2 separate regions of the Sus scrofa genome follow, and region 2 is linked to region 1. The links are chromatin contacts, called in public Hi-C maps. All regions are on one chromosome and are shown on one strand. The core of a region is the stretch at or near the end of the contact, and the rest is flanking DNA. Distances in the headings are between cores, read along the strand shown.

Region 1 (5,127 bases), core at 1,276-3,775:
ATTTAAAAAAAACCTTCTGGGATTTATCTTAGCACTTTTTTATAGTTTACAGCGTAGAATTTTTGTATGTTATTTATTCATTGATATCTGCGTGTTGGATGTTCCTAGATGCTGTTGCAAGTGATGTTAAGTTCATTTTCCAGTTGTGTTACAGGTACTTAGAAATATGATTTTTATGTGTTAACTTCATTGTCTGCAACCTTATCATACTAGAAATTTGTGTATTAATGACATGAGAAACAACTTTGGATATGAAAAATCTTGCTTTGGGGTTCAGGTGAGAAAGTATACTTGGTAGGCAAAATAGCATGCCCTTCCTCAGCGAAGTCCGTTTCCTAATCCTTAAAACCTGTGACCATGTTGGGTTACAAGGAACAGGAGGATTAAGGTTGCTGGTGGAGTTAAGATTATTAATCCACTGACTTTTTAGAGAGGGGGCTAATGTAATAAAGAATCCTTAAAAGTGGATGAGGATAGATAAAAGAATACATAATTACAAAAGAAAGATTGTAGAGATAAAATGTTGTTGGCTTTAAAGATGGAGCATAGAGCTATGATCTAAGAAATGCATGAAGCATCTAGAAAATGGCAGGGAAATGGACTCTCCCCTAGACCCTCTAGGGAAAAAAAAAATGTAGTCCTGCCAATACCTTCCTTGGTTTTGGCTCAGTAAGGCCTCTGTTGAACTTCTAACCTCCAGAGCTGTAAGAGGATAAATTGTGTTGCCTTATAAGTTTGTGATAATTTGTTACATCAGCCACAGACAACTAATACAGTATAGTTCAGAGTCACCCTCTGTTCATGGAACCTGCCCCATGCTGGCATGCTGCAATTTGCCAGCTTTGAGAACAATAGCAGACAGTAACAACCTTCACATTTTTGCCACCATCTGTACTGCAAAGCTGAGTGATCTTCAGGAAGGTCTGAAAGCAGATCACAGACATTGGCAAAATGGAAGCTAGATCTAGAGAAGAAAACTTGCTAGATGCCACGTGGTATTGGCCATAGGCAGAGGAATTTGCAGGAACAGGTGAAGCATCCCTTGAAAGGCTATCTTTTAATAAAGATAAATTCTATTTTGAGAAAGTAAGAGTCTGAAAAGTATCATAGGTTTTATGTATATAACCCTATCTGTAGCCTTGTGTAGGGGAGACCAAAGGACCTGGGTTGTGTGACTAATCATAGCTAATTACACTACTATTTGCTAAATTTTTAAACACAAGGGAAGTCTTTTTAAATATAATTAGAGAAGAATTGAAAGTTGTCCCTGTGATGAGCTCCTTCTTGCATCTGTGTATTCCAGTGTCTTGAGCAGGGAAAAGTGCGTAGAATGTGAAAGGTTGCACTTGGAGTGACCCTCGGCCCAGAGACTGAACTCTCTCTGCACGTAATTCTGTGTGAGCTCCCACTGCGGATGATTCATTGACAGGTGTGGTGATTGGGATTATTGCCATAGGTCGGTGTGATTTCGGTAGGCTTACTGCCATTTCCTTTTTGGCCCATCACTATATATTTTAGAAAAGAATGAGGCCAGGAGAGAGGAGGAAGATACAGTGTATTTTTGTCTTCTGTGCGTGGCAGCGAAAATGATGCCGTCTATGAAGTTTCAGTTAATAATAAAACAGGAGCTACAAAGAGCAAATCAGAATCAGTGAATCTGAAATAATGTTACTCATAGTAACACATAAAAATGTGTCAGTACCATGTGCCAAATAATATATATATATGTATGTGTGTATGATTTATTTTTAATAAATAAATATACATATATACTTATTTTTCCTTACATAATGCTATTTGGAAATAACAAACAGATACTTTTATGACTCTCACCCTTATAAAATACTTTTATTTGCTTTCTCCCACAGAAATTCATATGCTATTTAACTTTTCGCCAGTAAGAGAAATATAGATGTGCTCATATGAGTGACAAGGTCTTCTTTCATATGAGTTTCCGAGTTAAAAAAACAAGGTTGGAAATGGCTGATGTACAGAGGCCCCAACAATTTCCATTTCCAATTTAGTCAAAACTTATCGACTGCGTCCACTGCACCAGGCACTGTGCTGGGTGCCAAAGACACAGAAATGATTTAAACATAGTTCCTTTCCTCAAGAAGCATCCATGCTGTGATAAAGGAAGTAAGTGCGTGCCTCAGACCAAAATGCAAGACTGGGAGGGCACCACAGAGGGAGTGATTTATTTTTGCCTGGAGAGAAATAAAACCTTCATATAAGGGGTGCCCTTTGAAAGGGCCTTGAAAGAAAAGAAGAAGGTCAAAAAGTGCGCTTTTTAAACAAAGACATGGCATAAAAACTCTAAAAGAAGGTTCAGTTTGTGTTCTTTAAGAAGGTTCAGTTGTATAACTGGAACTGAGCATTCTTCTAGTGGAGGGTGTGGCTGGGGGACCAGATAGGAAGTTGGAAGAGCTAAGATTCATCTGGCCTCACCAACCATGTCATCCCAGGCCAAGCATTCTCCATCTTTGGAGCAAGAGAAAGCAGCAGACCTGTTCAGTGTTCAGAGGCTGTCAGCAACACCTCTTTCAAAGTCTGTGTGTTCAGAGGCTGTCACCAACACCTCTTTCAAAGTCTGTCCAGCACTTGCGTTTCCTTAAAAAAAAAGATAGCAGGGCCTTCCTGCCACTTCCCACCTCAGAGATAGTTTCATGCAAGGTACCTAAGACTTAGTTTCTCAGTATGTGCATGTAGTTAAGTCTTTCTTCTTCTTTTTTTTTAATTTTTAGGGCTGCACCCGTGGCATATGGAAGTTCCCAGACAAGGGGCTGAGTTAGAGCCGCAGCTGAGACTTAGACCACAGCCACAGCAACTGGGGATCTGAGCCATGTCTGTGACCTACACCACAGCTCATGGCAATGCTGGGTCCTGAGCAAGGCCAGTTATTGAACCCACATCCTCATGGATACTAGTAGGGTTCTTAACCCACTGAGCCATGATAGGAACACCCAGTTTGTCCATTTGTTTGCTTTTATGTATAGTTGATTCATAATGTTGTGCCAATTTCTGCTGTACAGCATAGTGACCCAGTCATTCATATATATGTACATATATATATATATTCTTTTTTTCTCATACTATCTTCCATCATGTTCTATCCCAAGAGATTGGATATAGTTCCCTGTGCTGTACAGCAGGACCTCATTGCTTATCCATTCTAAAAACAAAAGTTTACGTCTACTTAAACTCCCAGTCCATCCCATTCCCTCTTCCCATGGCCTTGGCAACCACAAGTCTGTTCTTTATGTCTGTGAGTCTTTTTCTATATATATATTTCTATATATATAAAGCCTTCATCTCTTTATCTGAAAACCCAGGGAACTCATACTTCCATCGAGTGTTTTTATGAGATTGCAAGAGAGAAATACATGTGAAGCCCATGCACATTCTCTGACCCCGAGGAGTGGTAGCATGGTGTACGCTGACTGATGATGATGGTGATGGGGAAGAATGGGCTGGTCTCTGGGCTGCCTTGGGAACACTCCAAACATCCCCCCCACCCCCCCGCGAGGTGGGTAAGAACACCATGATCCAGGCAAGCCTGGCTGTGGCCCAGGGTGACTTCCTGCCCATCTGCGCTTCCCCTGCCACTGTTCCTGTGGCTCAGGTGGCTCAGGCAGCTGCTCCACCTGCTGCCTCTGGTGCCCTGACAGCTGTGGTGAGCCAGGCAATGGTCTATTAAACCAAACCTCAACTGGAAATGATCAGCCTTAAATAATCCCAGCAACAAGTCCCCTCCTCCCGTTCTCTCCCTGCCCTGTCTGCTCCCATCCTTTCATTCACCTGCTCTCATTTTCTCCTCACTCCTCTTGACCCTTCACTGCCCCTTCCTCACCCCCTCACTATTCTTGTCCTGATTCTCCCTTGCATGCTCAGTCCTCCTCCAGGGCTGCTTTTGTCCGCATGGTGTGGTAGGAGTCCCAGACATGAGGTCAGGAGGCTCAGAGACTGGTCGTGCTTCTGAGACAGCGGGAAGCCGCTTCACCCTCCTGGGATGTGGTTTCCTCATCTGCAAAAATTATAGAGTTGGGCCAGAATGATCTCCAAGTGTTCTTTCCGCTGTAAACTCCCATTCTGTTACTTTTTATTCTGTTTGCCTTTGTGCCTGCATTTCCTGTTTCATCTGACTCATCTCTCCACCTGCCTCATTCATCTGCACTCCCATGTCTTTGGTCCAAGCCACCATCACCTCCTTACAAGGTCCACTGAAGTAGCCTCCTGCTGGTAGAGCTTCCCTGCTCCTGTTCTTATCCCTGCCCAACACACGTTACCCATACGGAAGCCAAAGTTGCCTTTACAAATGTGGATGCGATTGTTCCCTCCTCAACTGAAATCCTTCCAAATTCCTTTACTTCATTGCCTAGCCCAATACCCCGTGTATTCTCTTCAGAGTAGTTAGTATTGCCTGAAATGACCTTTATTTACTCATCTATTGCTCTGTGTTTGTACTTGTTTATTGTTTATCTTCCCCACTGGAATGTGGCCTCCATGAGAGAGGGAATTTGTCAGTTTTGCTTATTCCGTATTCTCACTGCATGTAGTTTCTTTCAATAAATACTGAATAAAGAACCTCTCTCTTCCATGGGTTCCATTTCCCCTCTTCTTGAGATGATCTCTTACCTACACAGATTTTTGCTGAGAAATCTCTCTGTCAGTGAGAAATTCTGCACACCCTTCTGCATCAGCTCTGGGATCCTTTCCCTCAGTCGTTTTTCTCAGCCACCCAGGCCATGTTCTCACGGGCTATGGTAGCAAACAATGGCGACTTGGAAACTTGTTTCACTTTCATTGTGAGCTGTGCTGGTGAGTAATTTAGGATTAAAAGTACAGAACAACACTTACACGCTAACTAAGCAGCTCCTTCATACAATGCCAAGAAGGGCTTTAAGAATATTCAAGATGCAGTCCTTGGTTCTTGGGGAGATGTTAGGAGTGGCCAATTTCTTAAAAAAACAAGCAAACAAAAAACTTTGAAGTTGGTCATCTTAATATGCCCATTTCACAGATAACAAAAATTGGGAATTAGAGAGCTTGTATAACTAGATCAAGGTCCCAGAGCCAGTGGGACATGGAGCTAGAATTTGAACCAGGGGAGTGTAATGCTCAAACCAA
Region 2 (5,127 bases), core at 1,542-4,041, 300 kb before region 1:
TCACAGCAGACTTGAGAGAGCAGCGAGAACGCTGAAGTAAACTCATGCAAGGGAGGGACTTGTCAGCATAGCTCTGGCACTTCACAGCCTTTATTAAGGATGATGCGGATTAATCGATAGCAGATCCCAGTTAAATGATGCATTTGATTAGACGGCAAGTATGGTTAACTTCAGCTTTAAGATAAGTTGACAGAAGCATAATCACTGTGTATTGGGCTTCAAAGATGCATTTACCAATGCTTTGCATAGTGAAATCAGCAACTGAATTGTACTTGTTACATGCCTAGAATGTACTGCTCAAGCACCTCACCAGATGTGTCACATGCACATCTCATCACAACAATCCAATGAGGTAGGTGTTGCTATTATTGCTGTTTTAGTCTATTTTAAAAATTCAAGGTATTTGCCCAATTGTTATACAGCTAATAGTGAGTATAGCTGTGATTTGATCAAGAGGGTAGTTTTGAAAACATAGTGACATTTGAAAAGGATCCATGCTGCCTTATCATTTATTTTCAATCTTAGGGGCAAATTAGAAAAAAAATAAATCATATATGTAGCATTGAACTGACAACTGAATAAAAGTTTTGCTGCTTCTCCCATAGGGCTTTTATCAAATCAATCAGAAGCTGAGCTCTCTCTCCGAGGTTTAGATGCGTGACTTTTGGTTTCGTTCTGAAATTGAGCTAGAGATGTATGCCTCTAGTTCTAAAGTGTAGATTACATAAGAACATGAAGCTCTGTCCCTACTGGGGGTCACTCACTTTGTTTGGCAGACTCCTCTGGGCATGGTGGTTAGGTGGTACATGCAGTTTTGCATAGGTTCCCTCACGTGCAGGGCAGGCAAAAGCGGCAGCTGCTTGGGAAAGGGCAGAAAACCATGATCTACCTCTGGCTCTGCTCCTAACTCATGATAGAACTTTGAGTAAAGTTTTATCCTGCCTATAAAATGCAGATAAAAACGGCTTCTCTTCTCAGTTCTCTGGAGGATCAAAAGAGATCGTTTATATGAAATGGCTCTACAGAGTTCGAAAACCTACACACAGGGCACTGTTTTTCAGGTAACAAACCCAGCCATGTGCCCAGGAGCTGGTTTTCCTGTGGAGGGGGGGCAAACCAGAGCAGAGACCCAGCTGGCCTCGCTCACACGCTCACACCAAGACAGAGAGCAGGAGAGTTCACCTCTGTCCAAAAGCCCCACTCAGACTCTCCACATTTGAAAACGTTGTCTGAAGAAAACATATTGGCTAAGAGCTCAGGCTTTGTTTTTTTTGTTTTTGTTTTTTGTTTGTTTTTCCACTTCTTTTTTTTATTCAAGTATAGTTGACTGGCAGTGTTGTGTCAATTTCTGCGGCACAGCATAGTGACCCAGTCACACCTGTATATACATTCTTTTTCTCATGCTCTTTTCCATCATGTTCTATCCCAAGAGGCTGGATATAGTTCCCTGTGCTGTACAGCAGGACCTCATTGCTTATCCATTCTAAATGTAATAGCGTGCATCTACTAACCCCCAAACTCCCTGTCCATCCCACTCCCTCCCCGCTCTCCCTTGTAATCAGACCAATTAGAGCTTGAAAGCCAGCTTCTCCACTAGAATCTTGTGGAAAGGTCTTCTCTTGGTCTCCTCTTTCTCATCTGCAGAACAGGGATAATGACGGCAACTGTTCATGAGGCTCTGTGGGTTTATTGTGCAAAAGAATGCTGAGGACTTACTCTGTGCCTTGTACACAGAAAGCAGGAGTAGGTAGTAGGTCATCTGTTTTGTGGACAGCAGTAGTCCCAGCAACAGGAATGCAGAAATACAAAGAGGGGACGTGGGCAGTTTTTTTTCTTACAAAGGTGAAGGTAATTACTTGGACCTAATTTGCTTGTATTGTGCCTAAACAGTGGTCTTGCACATACAATTTTGATTTGTTTTATCTAAGTGAAGGATTATTACCTCAAAGAAAAAAAGTAAAGCAGTCTCTCTTATGCAGACGATCCCCTTTTGTGCCAGATCTGCATTCCTTTCATTTCCATAAAGTTCGCTATTATCTGGATGAGGGGGGGGTCCATGCCAGTTAAATAATAATGAATCTTGACTGTGGTTTTCATTCTGTGGGACTGACTCATAGAGTCGCAGAATGTTTGAACCTCATTTTAAAAATGCATGCAGTGTTTGCATACTATTTAACATTTCCTTAATGAGACTTATCCAGTTTGGCTCAAAACAAATGGCTGGTTACTCAACTTGATATACACTCTTCTGAAAACAAGTTTGATGAGATGCACTATTGGAATTTTCTTTGTTTTGTGGAGGTTTATACAACTGAAGAATAACATGACTCATTGAAAGTCCTAAAGCATACTTTGAAGGAATGTCAACAACCCATATTTATTGTAATAGCATTGGGCAATAGCTCATTTCCACTTTGCTTCAGAAGAGCTATAAATAGTTCTAATTTGTTTTCTTTGTACACTTACTGGGTTAATTACAGTAGAACAAGCCAAGTGATATTACTGTAGCAGTTGGCTAAACTTGACACAAACACGATAATTAAAGTGGTTGCTTTTTAATTTCTCCCATTTTCAGTATCTTAATAAGCTGAATCTGCAGCGTTATAAGCCTTAAAGAATTTGATTTGAGAACCACTAGGCTTTTCTGTCAATGTGTTTTCTTTGTTGATAGTAGATTTCAGTGTGTTGTTGGGAGTTTCCTTCAGAAAGGAAACACCTGGGCCCTGCTTCCATGCGATATCTGCTTAGCAAAAAGAAGTGTATTGTTTACATCATTCTTGCATTACCATGGGATAGTCACGTGTTTCCATTTACCTACCCAAACTGACGCTGGTGACACGGATACACACACGTCTACACATCTTCCAAGAAGCTGTTCGGCGCCTCAGCATTACCTAAGGCAGAGACTGCTCAGCTGCTCCCCCGTTCCGTCTCTCTCTCGTTGCTGCAAGTCTGATTACATCTGGACAGGCAGTGTTTTTGCTAATGTGTAAGAAGAGGACCTCTGGAAAGCAAGGCAGTGAAAAGTGGTCACTGACAAAGGTCTGGTCCTTTCATCCTAAAAGGGTTGCCTGAGTCACTCTTGGTCCTCCCCTTAGGTTCCTGCGTGTTTGCCAATCAGCTTTTCCCACTGCTCAGGGGTCACTGATCTGCACAGCAGCCTTTGGCTTCCCCTCCCACCGATCCCAGCAAAGCTGTTATAAATGCACTGTACTTCCTTTTTGATTTTCCCTCAGTGGCTGTGTTGCTTGGGGAGAATTTGAAGCACAGGTTTAAACAGCCTCTTAACAAGGTGGAGACAAAGCAACAAATAGAAGGAGAAAAGTACACTCCAATGAGCGAGAATGAGAGCAAACTTCAGCTCAAACTTTCTAACTGAAGTACCTAGATTTTTGTTGCTTTTGATAATTTTAAAACAAAGAACAGTTGAGAGATGGGAACTTTTTTTTTTTTTTTTCCTGTGTGTATCTTAGAAAGATTTTTCCACTTCATATCTGACTCGGAATGCCTCTCTGTATGTCTGCATTTAAAATGTCAAGTAACTTCCCTGGGCTTTTAGGAAAGAAGGATTCAGCTAGCAGTTGGAGGAGCTTAACACCTGCAAGTTTCTCCAGGGTCCCCAACACCTTTTACAATGAGGACCATTCCTCAGAACACACTTTTGGGTCCTTAATTTTCTGTCCTGACATCCTGCCCTCCAGGGCACTGTATGTGCTCTTGCAGATTCACCTCTCGCCTCTGTGTTACAGATATCGGGATCTTTCATCTCGGGCACGCATCTCTCACCCGTGTTTACATCCTTCTCATCAGCTGCCTCCGGACCTTTCTTTAAGATGTCCCGTTGTCGACTCAAACTCAATGTGTGCGCAGTGAAAGGGGCTCATCTTCTCCCCACCCCTGACCGGCTGTCTGTCCACAGCCCACAGTTCCTTTTCTCTCTCTCTCTCTCAGCCATTGCAGAGGCGGGCAAGCCAGCAGTCATTTCCTCTCCGCTCTCTCCAGCATCTTACATCTATGTGCTAGATACACGTTCTGCATTCTTTCACGCCCTCCTGCGCCCTCGTTCTCCACGATACTGTCACCAGTCGTCCAGGTCTACAATAGCATGTACTCAGCCAGTGTTCATGAGTCACCCGTGTCTTGCCAGGCACTGTAATAGGCACACTGAGGACTTGCTGTTGGGAAAAAAATTGCCATGATAATAAAGCCTGGTGATGATCCCCAATTATTCCAACAGTCTCCTAAGTGTCACCTTGGAGGCCAGTGTCTCTTCCTCTCCAGTCCACTTGTCCCCAAATAAACCTTCCCAAATACAAGTTCAATAATATTTTTCCAAATATCTTGGATTTAATTATCAGTAAGTCTGTTAAATATACATCATGACCTAAAACCTTTAGGATTCTTCATGTAGAGCATCATACGCTACCCCGCTGCCTTTTGAATCAGGGCTGCTTGTCCTTTAGCCACATGGAAGAGCGTCTCACCTTTATCCAGCCTCACTTCCTGCAGACACTACAGCCGGCTGACCTCCTTGGGGATGACAGACCGGAGCCTAGAGTGTCGTATTGCCAGAAGCAAGGCTCTCCAGGGAAGACTGGAGTCCCTGGGGTCATGAAGCCCGTGGGTTAAGTGCCCAGTTGAACGGGTTAGCTCCAGGGAGTGCCACAGCCACTGCCAATGCTCCTCAAGCCAGCTGTGTTTCTGAAAAGGTGTGCGGGAGATGCCCGGGTAGATCCGCGCAGGTCCGCCACACTCTGGTCGTAGGACATCAGGGAAGACCTCCCTGATGAGGTGACACCCATCTTCTTTAAAGATGTCCTGTTATTGCTATTACAGAAGCAATACGCAGCATAAATCAATTCAAACACTCCGAAAGTATTCAAGGCAGGAGTGGGAAGTCCCTCACGTGACCTCCATCCCAGCAGAGCCAGGTGTGAGCAGAGCGCCCCGCCCGGACACATTCACTCCCTGTTGCAGTCTCTTTCGTCGTTGCAACACCTCTGCTTTCCCAATGCGTCCATAACAAAAGCCGAAATGAAAAGCCCACATAGCTGATTCACTTTACCCCAAACTTCTGCTGTCCCGGACATTCCCAAGAGGAGGAGAAAAGGTGGAAGCCAGGGAGGG

Evidence for each region. A called contact is a pair of places that touch in the nucleus more often than the background predicts.
Region 2: a Hi-C map of heart right ventricle shows a contact between it and region 1, with 2.7 times the contacts expected there. The contact joins two enhancer-like sites. A contact is called at or near these places in 3 of 47 Hi-C or Micro-C datasets (embryonic fibroblasts, fetal heart ventricle and heart right ventricle).

The regions. Positions count from the first base shown.
Region 1 is chr2:145,338,634-145,343,760 of Sscrofa11.1, reverse strand. No RefSeq gene overlaps it. Among named protein-coding and RNA genes, the nearest start is that of YIPF5, 330 kb to the left of the region's middle. Within about 2 kb of position 2,525, at least 2 of the 83 cell types and tissues checked have an H3K27ac peak or open chromatin away from gene starts, as enhancers often do.
Region 2 is chr2:145,635,480-145,640,606 of Sscrofa11.1, reverse strand. No RefSeq gene overlaps it. Among named protein-coding and RNA genes, the nearest start is that of YIPF5, 30 kb to the left of the region's middle. Within about 2 kb of position 2,791, at least 18 of the 83 cell types and tissues checked have an H3K27ac peak or open chromatin away from gene starts, as enhancers often do.